4 separate regions of the Sus scrofa genome follow, and all the other regions are linked to region 1. The links are chromatin contacts, called in public Hi-C and HiChIP or PLAC-seq maps. All regions are on one chromosome and are shown on one strand. Each heading gives the region's core, a stretch centred on a gene start, on an enhancer-like site or on the middle of the called end of the contact. The rest is flanking DNA. Distances are from core to core; before and after follow the strand shown.

Region 1 (2,793 bases), core at 92-2,591:
TTAAAAGAGTAAGGGAATTCCTGTCATGGCGCAGAGGAAACGAATCCGACTATTATCCATGAAGACGCAGGTTCGATCCCTGGCCTTGCTCAGTGGGTCAAGGATCTGCTGTTGCTGTGAACTGTGGTGTAGGTTGCAGACATGGCTTGGATCCCTTGTTGCTGTGGCTGTGGCTGTGGCTGGCAGCTGTAGCTCCAATTTGACCCCTTCCATATGCTGTGGCTGCAGCCCAAAAAAAGCAAAAAAAAAAAAAAAAAAAAAAAAAAAAAAGAACAAAAGCCTCACTGTGGTTTTTATTGACTTGTCCAACACTCCGCCTTGGGTTCGAATAAAGTCACCTGGGACCTTCAGCCCCACCTCCTGAGACTGGGATTTTTTTGTTCTGAGGAGGGCCAGGCATTGGGTTTTTTCCCTGCTTGCTTTACAAAGACAGCTTTGAGACAAGCCTCTGGGACCCCTTCCATGGATATACTTGTCCTGAATGCCTCCCTTTGTGGAAATGCTGGGGATGATGTCCCCCTGGGCGCCCCACCCTGGCGCCCCCTCCTTCCCTCTACAGCTGGGACCCCGATCCCAGGGGCTTCTGGGGACGAGTCCCTGACCCTGTGGGCTGCCTCACCTTGAGCAAGTGGCTCAGTTTCCTCTCTGAGAAAAGAGACCAGTATCAGCCCCTACGCCCCGCCGATGAGTCAGAGGCACACGGGATCACAGAGCATGCAGAAGGGACTCAGGAAAGAGGGCTGGCGTTGTGCTTTTCCCCCCCTTTTTTGGTGAAACTGTTAACTTCTTTTATTTTTTATTTAAAAAAATTTTTAAATAGTGATTTTTATTTTCTCTATTATAGTTGGTTTACAGGGTTCTGTCAATTTTCTACTGAACAGCAAACTGACCTAGTCTCGCGCACACGCGCACGCACACACACACACACACACACACGCACATTCTTTTTCTCACATTATCCCCCATCAAGCTCCATCACAAGTGACTAGATATAGTTCCCAGTGCCACACAGCAGGATCTCATTGCTTAGGGCTGCCGTTATGACATATACAAAGGTGAACAGGGCACCCCCCAGGTGTCTTGGTGGGCTTGTGGGGGTCACAGTGGGAGCCCTCGGCCCCAGAGGAAGGTCTGGCCTTGCCCAGCTCAGCAACTCCCCACGGGCATCTAGTTGCAGCCGTAACTCTGTCTTGCTCCGTTCTACTTTCAGTTTTGTTTCTTTCGAATACCACACAGACAAGTTTCATTTTCTTCATGCCCTGAATCTGCTCATTCAGTGACGAGGCCTGTTTCCGGGCACGTGAACAGCTCACATCTGGTGAGTGAAGCTGGAACATCCTCACAGCTGCCAGCAGCCCCAGGCTGGGTCACAAAACGACACTCAGCCTCGGCCGGACCCACCTTCTCAAGGCCATGGAGTCGGAGCAGGCCACTGTCCCCAAGGCTCCCAGGCTCCCAGCGGCTGCTGCCGACGTGGCCGAGACCCCTGCCGACCCAGAGGATGCAGGTACCTTCTAAGGAACAGGGGACATTCCTGGGTGGAACTTGCACTTTGTCCTGGTTCCTTTTCTCGGCCGATCACAGCCCTGATAGCAAAGCAGGAGCGAGAAAGAGGGAGAGAGGCCATTGGGTCTGACTCAGAGCCTCCATCTGCCCCGGGCAGCTTGCAACACGCTTGGTGTGCATGTTGCAAGGACCCCCGGGGCAAGCCTGATGGCCGTTCCGTCTTCCACCTGAGATCCCTGAGGCTCTGCTGGTGAAACAACCCCACTGAGCCTGGGACCCGAGCCCCTGTCCTCACCCTCGGTTTGGAGGAAGAACAGAAGTTTGGACGGGTGGCCCCGGGCTTGTGCCTGGCTGCATCCTGCTTCCTTCTCTCCTGGGATAACTTTGCTTCAGGCAGCGCTGAGTGACAGCCAGTTGTTATTGAGCCATTGCTGTGCTCTAGGCGCCCCCCCCACACAACAAAAGCTCGTGGGCTGTGACCTGAGGGGCTTTTTGTTTCTTCGTTTGTGTTTTGTGATCATGAGCTCATTTAATCCTCACCAGGAGTTCCCCTCGTGGCTCAGTGGTTAATGAATCCGACTAGGAACCAGGAGGTTGAGGGTTCGATCCTGGCCTTGTTCAGTGAGTTAAGGATCCGGTTGCTGTGAGCTGTGGTGTAGTTTGCAGACACGGCTAGGATCCCGCGTTGCTGTGGCTCTGGCGTAGGCCGGCGGCTCCAGCTCCGATTCGACCCCTACCTAGCCTGGAAACTTCTCTATGCCATGGGTGTGGCCCTAGAAAAGGCAACAAAACAAAACAAACAAACAAACAAAAAATCCTTACCGCAATCTTTCATGGAGCCACACGTTTCACTGTTTCCCAGATAGCAGGTGACAGAACTGGGTAGCAGGTGACAGAAGTGGGTCTCAAACCCAGAAAAGAGAGCAAGCCGGGGAGGGCGGCTGACCGGGTGTGGCCCAGGGGCCCCGGCTGTTCCCCAAGGTCCTGTCATACTTCCCGAGGGGACCTGCCGGTACCTGTCAGGGGCACTTCGTGACCAAATTTAACTTCCTCCGCTGCGGGCTTTCCAGGGGTCCCTCGCTTCGTCCATTTCACAGCTTCCGGTTCCCCAGCTGGGAGAGCGAGCCAAGGAGGCCAGCCCAGCCTTCTTGGCATCGGTTCCCCTTTAGGGTCAGGTGACTGGAGGAGGAGCCAGGGGGAGACGCCCACCAGGGGCAGCTTTTCAAGAATCAAGCTCTTTCCAAGGCTGGGCAAAGCCGCAGTGGTTTGGATTGGATCCCAGCTGCG
Region 2 (2,793 bases), core at 191-2,690, 450 kb before region 1:
TTTTTAATTGCCTAGAAATTGAGAGTGTCATATTGTTAAAAATCTCTTGATCTAGCAGCAAGTAGACTTCTTCAACTGGAATCTGGTATTCTGTTCAGAGCTTCATTTTTCCATTAAGAAAAAAAAATTCGCTTGAATTTGTGAGGATGGGTTCGATTTGCATATGATTTGCCTGCGGAATCAGATGTGCTTGTAGAGGTTGTCAAGACTCTTTGGTAAATAATCTGACCTTTAAGTTTTGAGTGTCCGTGTTAAGATTTTTCTGTAACAGGAATGCCTTTCCAGTGAGAAGACATTTTTATGACTGTATCTTCCCTGCAAAAAGTATGTTTAAAGCTCACATTTTAGTCTTGGTTTGTAACAGCTGAGATGTTTCTAAGATTGTTCTGGTTGCCCTTGCTGTTCTCATGGATTCAGCGCCCTACCCACTGACTGGTCACAGGTGTGGTTGTGAGTGTGTGTGATTTCACCACCTGACGTCCCCTTCCTGTTGACTTAAACAGCCAGTTTCTTCCCGAGTCAATGGAAAAGCACCAGCTGGTTTCTTAAAGGGGTCTCAGCGATAGAACCATCTCAGCGCCCCCCCCCCCCGTGACATTTCACCCTTGTTAAGCATTTTCATCAGCACCTTTCCCACTCCAAGAATTCGAGAACGTTTTCAAAGTTGATGGGTCGTGATGGAGCTTTGCAGATTTTCAGAAAGATCTGTCTTCCACTTCCGGGGTGCGACGTATGGGGCTTTTTCACTGTCAAGTTGGGCCAGATCTGCCTAAACGGAGTCCTGTTTCTGCAGTGTGGGTTTTTTTCCGTTCATGCTAGAAATGCGATTTTTAAGCATGACTAAAGACTGCACTTCACAACTCTCTGCTTTACCCAGCGATGATTCACGCATAATTCCTCCAGGTAGTTGGCCCCAAATTGTGCAATGATTGTGTTTTAAACAGACACGGAGAAGAGATCACAGGTGCCTAAACGGCCACAAGCCGCTCCGTTTTCCAGGTTACAGGAACTGACATTAAGAGCAACTTGGAAGCTGCGAGAAGGAGTTGGGATGTGGCCGGAGCTGGGTGCGCCGGGACGCGGGGCCTCTGGGCGGCGATGCCTCTGTATTGATCTCAATAAATCTCCCTCTTACTTGAGGAAGTGCCTGTGCCCTTTCCTGGTTTCAGCCGCGCCACCCGCGTCCACGTGCAGCCCCGCCTTGGTTGGTTAATTGCCGCCCCGGGGGGAGGGTGGGCTCTGTTGTCCCAGAGGGGGCGCCGGGGCGGGGGCGGCGATGACGCGCGGCCACCGCGTGGAGCGGGGATAACGCGCGCCGGGGCCCGGGGGCCGGGGGGCTGGGGGGCGCGCGGAGCCGAGGACGATGCGGAGGGCGGGGGCAGAGGCGCAGGCGGAGAGGTCGTCGCGGGGCGCCGATCGTCCCGACCCCGCGGGCCGCCGGCCAGACGGGCAGGGGGCGGGCTCAGCCCGGCCCCAGCTCCTGGCCGCGCAGCCCGGGGTCCGCACCCGCGGCTACAGCCGTGTTGGGGACCCGCAGGCCGTACACTTGGCGCTCGACGTGGCCTCAGACGTCTTCGTCGTGCGAGTGCTGCTGGAGGATTCCGGGGAAATGTGCCGAGTGACCAACTGCCACAGCGACATGACCGTGCGGGAGCTCAAGGAGGAGCTGGACCTGAGGCTTGGCATCCCCTTCAACCTCCAGCGGCTCCAGTACCTGGACCAAGGTGGCCCCTGCCCGACCCCTTTCCTGGCCGCACGTACTCCCCAGACCCAGTCCCCTTCCCATCCTGCGGTGCAGGAGGGGAAGCCTGCCTAGGAGCACCCCCAGAGGTCAAAACAGACCCCAGTCCCCTGGAACCGCAGGTGGAAAAGCCAGCCCTGACCACCTAAGGAATTCCCAACTGCAGAAAACCCGGGTCCGCCTTAGACCTCAAATCTCCTGGCAAACCCCACCTGTGTTGGGTCTCCAGTCCCAAAGCAAGGTGTGCGACCTGCCTACCTGAGCAAACCCTGTCCTCATCAGAACCCCAAATCCCCAAGCAGCAGGACCCTCAGACCCCCAGACCCCATGTCTTCATCTGGGACCCAAGTCACAGAGCTGGCAGTGCCATCCACACAAGACCTCAAGGGAAACATCTGTTCTCAGTGGGACCCCACAGCCTCAGGCAAACCTGCTGGTCAGGACCCCAGGTGGAGGCAAACTTCACATCCCTGTGCTGGGCTGTGGGCCATCAGAACGCCCCAGCCCTGCCCCAGAGTGAACCCCAAATCTCCAGGGTTACCATGACTACCCCAGAATCCCAAATCTTTCCATAACTGTGTCCTCACAAGGGCTCTAGAGCTCTGAACAAACCCACTCCAGGACCCTCAAACCAAGGCCAAACCCGCCCCAGACTGAACCCCAAGTCCCCAGGCTAACCGTGTGACCATCGGCAATCGTATAGACTCAAGGACGTCAAAGCCTTAAACTCTGCCCTTCCCAGGGCCTCGTCTCTCTCACGAACCGTACCTACGTTTGAACCTCGGATACAATCCCCAAGTGACCCCTGCTCACAACCGAAACCTAGATCCCGGATCCGACTCGACCCAGATCGTGACCCCAGATCCCAGGCCGGATCCACTCGATTCGGAGACCCCAGTCTCTTCTTAACCAGTTGCATACCCGAACCCCAATCCTTCAGCCTCCTCTGTCTACATAAGGATGCCAGAGCCCAAAATGAACTCTGCTCGCCTCTGGACTCCCAGATTCGAAACTAACTCTGCCGGCATCTGAGAGTTGGTTCTCAAACTCAC
Region 3 (2,793 bases), core at 162-2,661, 420 kb before region 1:
AGTGGTCCCTGGTCCCTCCACGGCTTAATGGCAGAGGATGTATGTGCCTAGTTGTGGGGCGGGGGGCACGAATATCTTTGGCAAGTTCAAGAACCTCAGTATCTGGAGCGCCTCTTCCCGGGCAATGAATGGTTGACATAGAGTAGCAGCCGCCCCCTTCCTGAGTTTGCCCCAGTCCCTACCCTGCCCTATCGCCTCTTCTACCCTGCTCTTCTACCCACCTCTGACTGGCTGGGCCCTTAAAGGCGTTTAGTACCAGACGAGTGGTTTAGGTTTTGGAAACGTTTTCTCCCTGCCTAAAGGCATTTCCAAGTCTGCTTAAAGAGCGGGGCAGTGGAAACGTGGAGACGTCAAATAATTTAGCATTTTAATAACGAGCAGTGCCGTGACCTGCTGGTGATTTATTTTGAGAAAGGCTATAGACTGAGCAAGCCCTCCCCCCGCCCTCCTCCAGGAAGTTTAGAATTAGAACCAGAGGATGCGATTCTATTGAACTTTTGCCAGAGCAAGTTCAAGAGGGAAGACCTTGACCTCATCTATTTGGTTTCAGACCCCAGGTCCCTCCTTTTGGAAGGGAAAAATCTTTCTGGCATCTTTTTCAGTTTTTTTTTTTTTTTTTTAAACAAAAGTTTTGCTAAATCCTTGGGAACCAGAAACCCGACATCCTGTTTTCCTATGTCCGGAGCAAGAGACAGCGATCTAATTTAAACCCTGTTCCTGGGGCAGTAAGACACAATCGCACAGGGCAGGCACGCCGGCCCCCTTCCCAGAGCCCGCTTCTGCCCGGAGTAACGCAAAGCCTTCGTGGTTTTCAAAACGTTTTTCCCCCAGGGAGTCCTGAGCTCGGGGCTGGCCCCGGGCAGCTTGGGAGCAGACCTGTAGGCCCCTTTGAGCAGGAGGAGGGGTGTGCCTGTGGCATTTGGGGGGTCTGGTGAATCTCAGGTTTGTCATCTGGGGGCCAAGGCTGGTGTGCCCTGCAGGGGGAGCAGACCCATCATTATGGGGGGCAGGGGGCACTGGGGTGCCGAGCAGAACCTCCAGTGGCCCCCCTTCCCCAGGGGTTGGTGTAACATAAATCAGACGCCTCTGTGGGTGCATCCCAGCCAGTATTGATTGAACGGAGCCCTGGTGATAAATTGGGGAGATAAATCAGTTGGGGATTAAAGCAGGCACAGGGTGCGCTGGTTAGAGAAAACGTTTAAGTTTAATGCACTGGCTGAGCAAGGAGCATAATTTCACTGTGGTGCCAGTTTGCTGAGGACATGAAGCAATGAGGTGGCGAGCAGGCCAGATGAGTTCTCAACTGTTGGCTCCACGGACGTGCTGATGGGCCGCCTGTGAAGGCTAATGGCCGAGCTGTGTTGGGTAATGAGGTTGAGGCCTGGAAGCCTCCAGCTGCTTTGGCCAAGAATCCTGTGGAAGACTGATCGGACGCTGGCCAGCCCAGGACACCACGGTTGCTGCCGCTCCGTCCTGCCCCGTCCTGCCCCGTCCTGGGGTGGGGGTGGGGGCACCCATTCCCCCTCCCTCTCTCTCACCCCTTTGTCCAACCTGCCTCCAAGCCCCATGGAGCTTCTCCTCCCGTCCACTGCCAGCTCCCTCACCCAGCCCCGCTGTCGCCATCTCTGCCCAGCCTGCAGAATGATCTCGCAAATGGAATTTGTGATGATATTCCTCCTCCGTTTCAAACTTTCACTGGCTCCCCATTGCTCCTCGGATACAAAGCATTGGAGGTTTCGAGGCTCCCCACTCCCCGTGACTTCTCACAGGTCTCGTTCTGGGCCACGTTCCTTAGCTCCGGGTCCCAGGCACGCAGCCTTCGTTTATGTCCTTCCTGGAGCCGGGCCTTCGCACATGCTGTTCCCTCTGCCTGGGATGCTCTTCCCGCCTCTATTTGTCTGGCTCACCCTGACTCACCCCTCTCACCCTCTCCCTCCGCGCCATCCCTGCTGCTCGTCATGGGCCTGGCATGTTCCTTAGCGCACCCCTCGGTTCTCCTCATCTGCACGGCGATGAATGATTTGGGGTGTTGTTCTTGTTCCCGCTCTGCCTCCTTCGTAGAGAGTGAGGGAGGGGACCCGAATCCTCCAGTTTACACGGGGTCCTCGTGGGCGGCGTCTAATGGGCCCAACCTCAAGAACATGTGACCGCGTGAAAGGAGCCGGTCCCCAAAGGCCACTGCCTGTTGGCTTCCATTGGCCGAAAGGCCAGAGCAGGCAAACCCCCAGGGACAGGAGACAGGTTCCTGGCTGCTCGGGGCCAGGAGGAATGAAGAGTGACCGCCAACGGGCAGGGAGTTCCTTTCTGGGGGCCAAGGAGCATGGTCCACGGTGAGATGACAGGCATGTGGTGTGTAATTCCGTAGAAAGCGTCCAAACCATCGAATTGTACCCTCTCCACGGGTGATCTTTCTGGAATGTGAGTTTTATCCCAGCGAGGCTGTGTATTTTGAACACGTAACCAGGAAAGTTTGTGAAGTTCAAGGCAAAGGGAGATTTTCTTTGGCAGAAAAGCTGTCGACTTAACCGTGAGTGTTCAGGACAGCGCGCCTGCCGGCAGGACAGGGGAGGCAGTGCTGGAGGACGGGGGCCCGTGGCCTGGCCAGGCCCTCGGAGATGTGCAGACGGACCCCTCGGGAGAGAGGAAGAGGCGCTGTGTGGACGGGGCGCTGTGCCTCAGGCCAGTGGGGCCTCGGGGAGGCAGCACCCAGGTCGGGTCTCCGAGGCATGTGGGTGTGGGGACCCCGTGAGGTCCCACAGGAAAGGCGAGGAGGAGGAGGCTGAGGACAGATGC
Region 4 (2,793 bases), core at 155-2,654, 330 kb before region 1:
CCAAAGGTGTCCACGCCCTAATCCTTGGGTCCTGTGACTATGTCACCTTACAAGGCAAAGAAAATTAAGGATGCACATGGAATTAACCAGATGACCCAGAAATCAAGAGATTATCCTGGATTATAAGGGGGGGGGTCCAGTGAACTCATAATGTCCACAAAAGCAGGGACCCTTTTGTGGCTCTGCTCAGAGGGAGCTCCAACTACGGAGAGTAGTCAGACTCCACATCGCTGCCTTTGAAGATGGAGGAAGCATGGGTTATGAGCTGAGGCATGCAGGAAGCCTCTAGAAGCTGGAAAAGCCAGCCAACACATGCTCCCCTACACCCTGCAGGAAGGAGCAGAGCCCTGCAAACACTGTGCTTGTAGCCTGTAAGACCCATTTCAGGCTTTTGATGTCCCAGAACTGTAAGAGAAAAAAAAAATAGATGTATAGTTTTAAGCTATAAAATTTCTTGATCACGGCTGCAAGAGCAAACCAACACAGTAGTTCTTACAAAACAAAATTGTCTCTTAGAAAAATATGTTCACTCTACCGTTTTTAACATGAATGCTTGTTAAACTTAAATAAAATAAAAAATTCAGTTCCCAGCTGCACAATCCACCTCGCAGGTGCTCGGTGACCTGGACCTGCTTCCTAATGGCTGGCAGTCCAGGTGTGGTTGCTGCATTTCTCAGAGGGTGGAAGTGATGAGAGGGAAGGTGGAGCTGGGGAGGAAGCAGATTTGCCCTTGCGCAGAAACCCTTTGGGGCATCGGGGCTGTGTTTTGACTGCACAAGTTTTGAGAATGTGATTTAACTTTCAAGTTCTGTTTCAGGATTGTTTTGGGAGGCCTTTATACTTGGAGATGGGGTGCGGGCTGGTGGGAGGGACAGGAGCATCTTCAAAGAAACTTCTATCGTTGTTTTTTAGGACTCAGACCCAAGATAGAGTTTGTGGTTGCTGAGTAAGCATCCGAGCCCAGGATTTCCCAGGAACCTTTCCAGGCTCTGACTCTGCTCCAGGCGGGCTGTCAGGCAAGGCTGGTGAACCCCATTATTTATTTGTCGGCTTTGATTCCCATCTCCTCTGAGGGCACAGCTGGCTAGGGATGAACCCCAGCTCCACCGCCCCCGCCCCCGCCCCCCTGTTCAAGCGCAAGCCTGGAGTGGAGTTGGGGAGGTTTGGAGATGAGACAGCTGCGGGGCTCACAGAAACCAGCCAAAAATGAGCCCCAGGGGCTGGGGCAGGAACAGGCAGGGGAGAGGGAGTGAGTCAGTGCCAGCTGCGGAGTTTCCTGCCTGGGTCACTTGATCAAAGAAAACACCCAAGGGCCCCTCAGAGCTTGCCCTTGAGAGGACGGGGTTGATATTGGGCGGGGGGTGGGCCAGGGCTCTTGGGAGTTGGTGGAGGAAACACAACTCCAGTTCTTGTTGGAGTCTTTCCCAGCAAAAGCACGGCTTCTCCGGAACATTCTGTCTTTCTTTCTCCCCTCCCCACTCTCCTCTCCTCTTCCCTCCTCCCCTGCCCTCCCTTCCTCTCCCTCCTCCCTCCGCCTCCCCCTCCCTCCTCCCCTCCCTCTCCCCCTCCCCCTCCCTCCTCCCCTCCCCTCCCTCCCCCTCCTCCCCTCCCCTCCCTCCTCCCCTCCCTCCCCCCCCCCCCCCCCCCCCCCCCCCCCCCCCCCCCCCTCCCCTCCCTCCTCCCCTCCCTCCCCTCCCCTCCCTTCCAGATGTTCCTCACTTCACCTCGTTCCTTCCCCCCTTCTCTCTGCTTTCCCCCCCTTCTTTTTTCCTTTCTCATTTCTACTCCCTCTCTCTTTCTTTTCTTTTCGACGCTGGGCTTTGACACAGGGCGAAATAGCACCAAACTAAGCTGTGAGTGAGGATTCCACTACTTTTCTTTTTACTTAAATTTTTTTTTTTTTTTTGTCTTTTTGCCATTTCTTGGGCTGCTCCCGCGGCATATGGAGGTTCCCAGGCGAGGGGTCAAATCGGAGCTGTAGCTGCCAGCCTACACCACAGCCACAGCAATGCAGATCCGAGCCATGTCTTTGACCTATATCACAGCTCATGGCAACGCTGGATCCTTAACCCACTAAGCAAGGCCAGGGATCGAACCCGCAACCTCATGGTTCCTAGTCGGATTTGTTAACCACTGCGCTATGACAGGAACTCCTTTACTTAAAATTTTAATGACTTGTCCATTTTCACCATTCAGCAACGCGTGTGTGTTGAAAATCTCTGGAAAAAAATAAAGCGTAAAAAAGAAAATACAAGCCATTGGTAATTACTCTACTTAGAGAAAAACACTATGAAAATCATGGTGTATTTCTTCGAATTCTCTGTCCTGTGTATGTGTGTGTCGTTGAGAAGTGTGTTTATAAAAATGGAAACCTTTGGGTAGCTTTATATTCCCCCCCCCTTTTTTTTGCATGTGACATTGTATCACAGACATTCTCTCACATTAGCAAGAATTTTCCAAAAGCCCGTGCTGTTAATGGCTGGGTACTTTCGTATCTTATGGATGGACCATCATTTACTTGTTTACATGGCTTCCAGTTGTGGTTTTTTCTTCCCGCCCAACAGATATTGTTAATTACCTACCCAAGAGTCATCTTCATCTCTCTTCCGCGGTAAAGGAACACTGACTTCATTATGGGTGGCAAGGTGCCTTTCTAAAAGACTACGTTACCCCACTGGGAGTTTGTGGTTAATAGATGCAAATGCTTACGTTTAGAATAGACAATAAGTAGACAATATCCTACTGTACTCTTTTGTAGCCCCAGGGGTGGCCAGTGGGATGTAGATAGACTTG

The links. A called contact is a pair of places that touch in the nucleus more often than the background predicts. HiChIP or PLAC-seq counts read pairs in DNA pulled down with a chosen protein or histone mark.
Region 2: a contact with region 1 is called in an H3K27ac HiChIP or PLAC-seq map of alveolar macrophages. The contact joins the promoter of ANKRD60 here to the promoter of ZBP1 in region 1. A contact is called at or near these places in 2 of 2 datasets of contacts at active chromatin or transcription factors (alveolar macrophages and skeletal muscle).
Region 3: a Hi-C map of retroperitoneal adipose tissue shows a contact between it and region 1, with 2.3 times the contacts expected there. The contact joins the enhancer-like site here to the promoter of ZBP1 in region 1. A contact is called at or near these places in 5 of 5 promoter capture datasets (fetal liver, fetal skeletal muscle, liver and 1 more), 9 of 47 Hi-C or Micro-C datasets (adipocytes, adipose tissue, fetal liver and 4 more) and 2 of 2 datasets of contacts at active chromatin or transcription factors (alveolar macrophages and skeletal muscle).
Region 4: a contact with region 1 is called in a Hi-C map of subcutaneous adipose tissue, with 1.9 times the contacts expected there. The contact joins the enhancer-like site here to the promoter of ZBP1 in region 1. A contact is called at or near these places in 8 of 47 Hi-C or Micro-C datasets (alveolar macrophages, embryonic fibroblasts, mesenteric adipose tissue and 4 more) and 2 of 2 datasets of contacts at active chromatin or transcription factors (alveolar macrophages and skeletal muscle).

Annotation. Positions count from the first base shown.
Region 1 is chr17:57,984,665-57,987,457 of Sscrofa11.1, reverse strand. ZBP1 (Z-DNA binding protein 1) reads left to right here and starts at 1,341. Exons shown (of 9, transcript NM_001123216.1): 1 at 1,341-1,507. The coding sequence starts at 1,414.
Region 2 is chr17:58,433,316-58,436,108 of Sscrofa11.1, reverse strand. It overlaps ANKRD60 (ankyrin repeat domain 60), which reads left to right and starts at 1,440. Exons shown (of 4, transcript NM_001128449.1): 1 at 1,440-1,724. The coding sequence starts at 1,610. It overlaps PPP4R1L, which reads left to right. Exons shown (of 13, transcript XR_002340199.1): 13 at 1-1,143.
Region 3 is chr17:58,408,834-58,411,626 of Sscrofa11.1, reverse strand. No RefSeq gene overlaps it. Among named protein-coding and RNA genes, the nearest start is that of ANKRD60, 24 kb to the left of the region's middle. Within about 2 kb of position 1,411, at least 10 of the 83 cell types and tissues checked have an H3K27ac peak or open chromatin away from gene starts, as enhancers often do. A contact at or near this core is called in adipose tissue and retroperitoneal adipose tissue, where this site is marked.
Region 4 is chr17:58,311,487-58,314,279 of Sscrofa11.1, reverse strand. No RefSeq gene overlaps it. Among named protein-coding and RNA genes, the nearest start is that of C17H20orf85, 60 kb to the left of the region's middle. Within about 2 kb of position 1,404, at least 22 of the 83 cell types and tissues checked have an H3K27ac peak or open chromatin away from gene starts, as enhancers often do. A contact at or near this core is called in embryonic fibroblasts, skeletal muscle and subcutaneous adipose tissue, where this site is marked.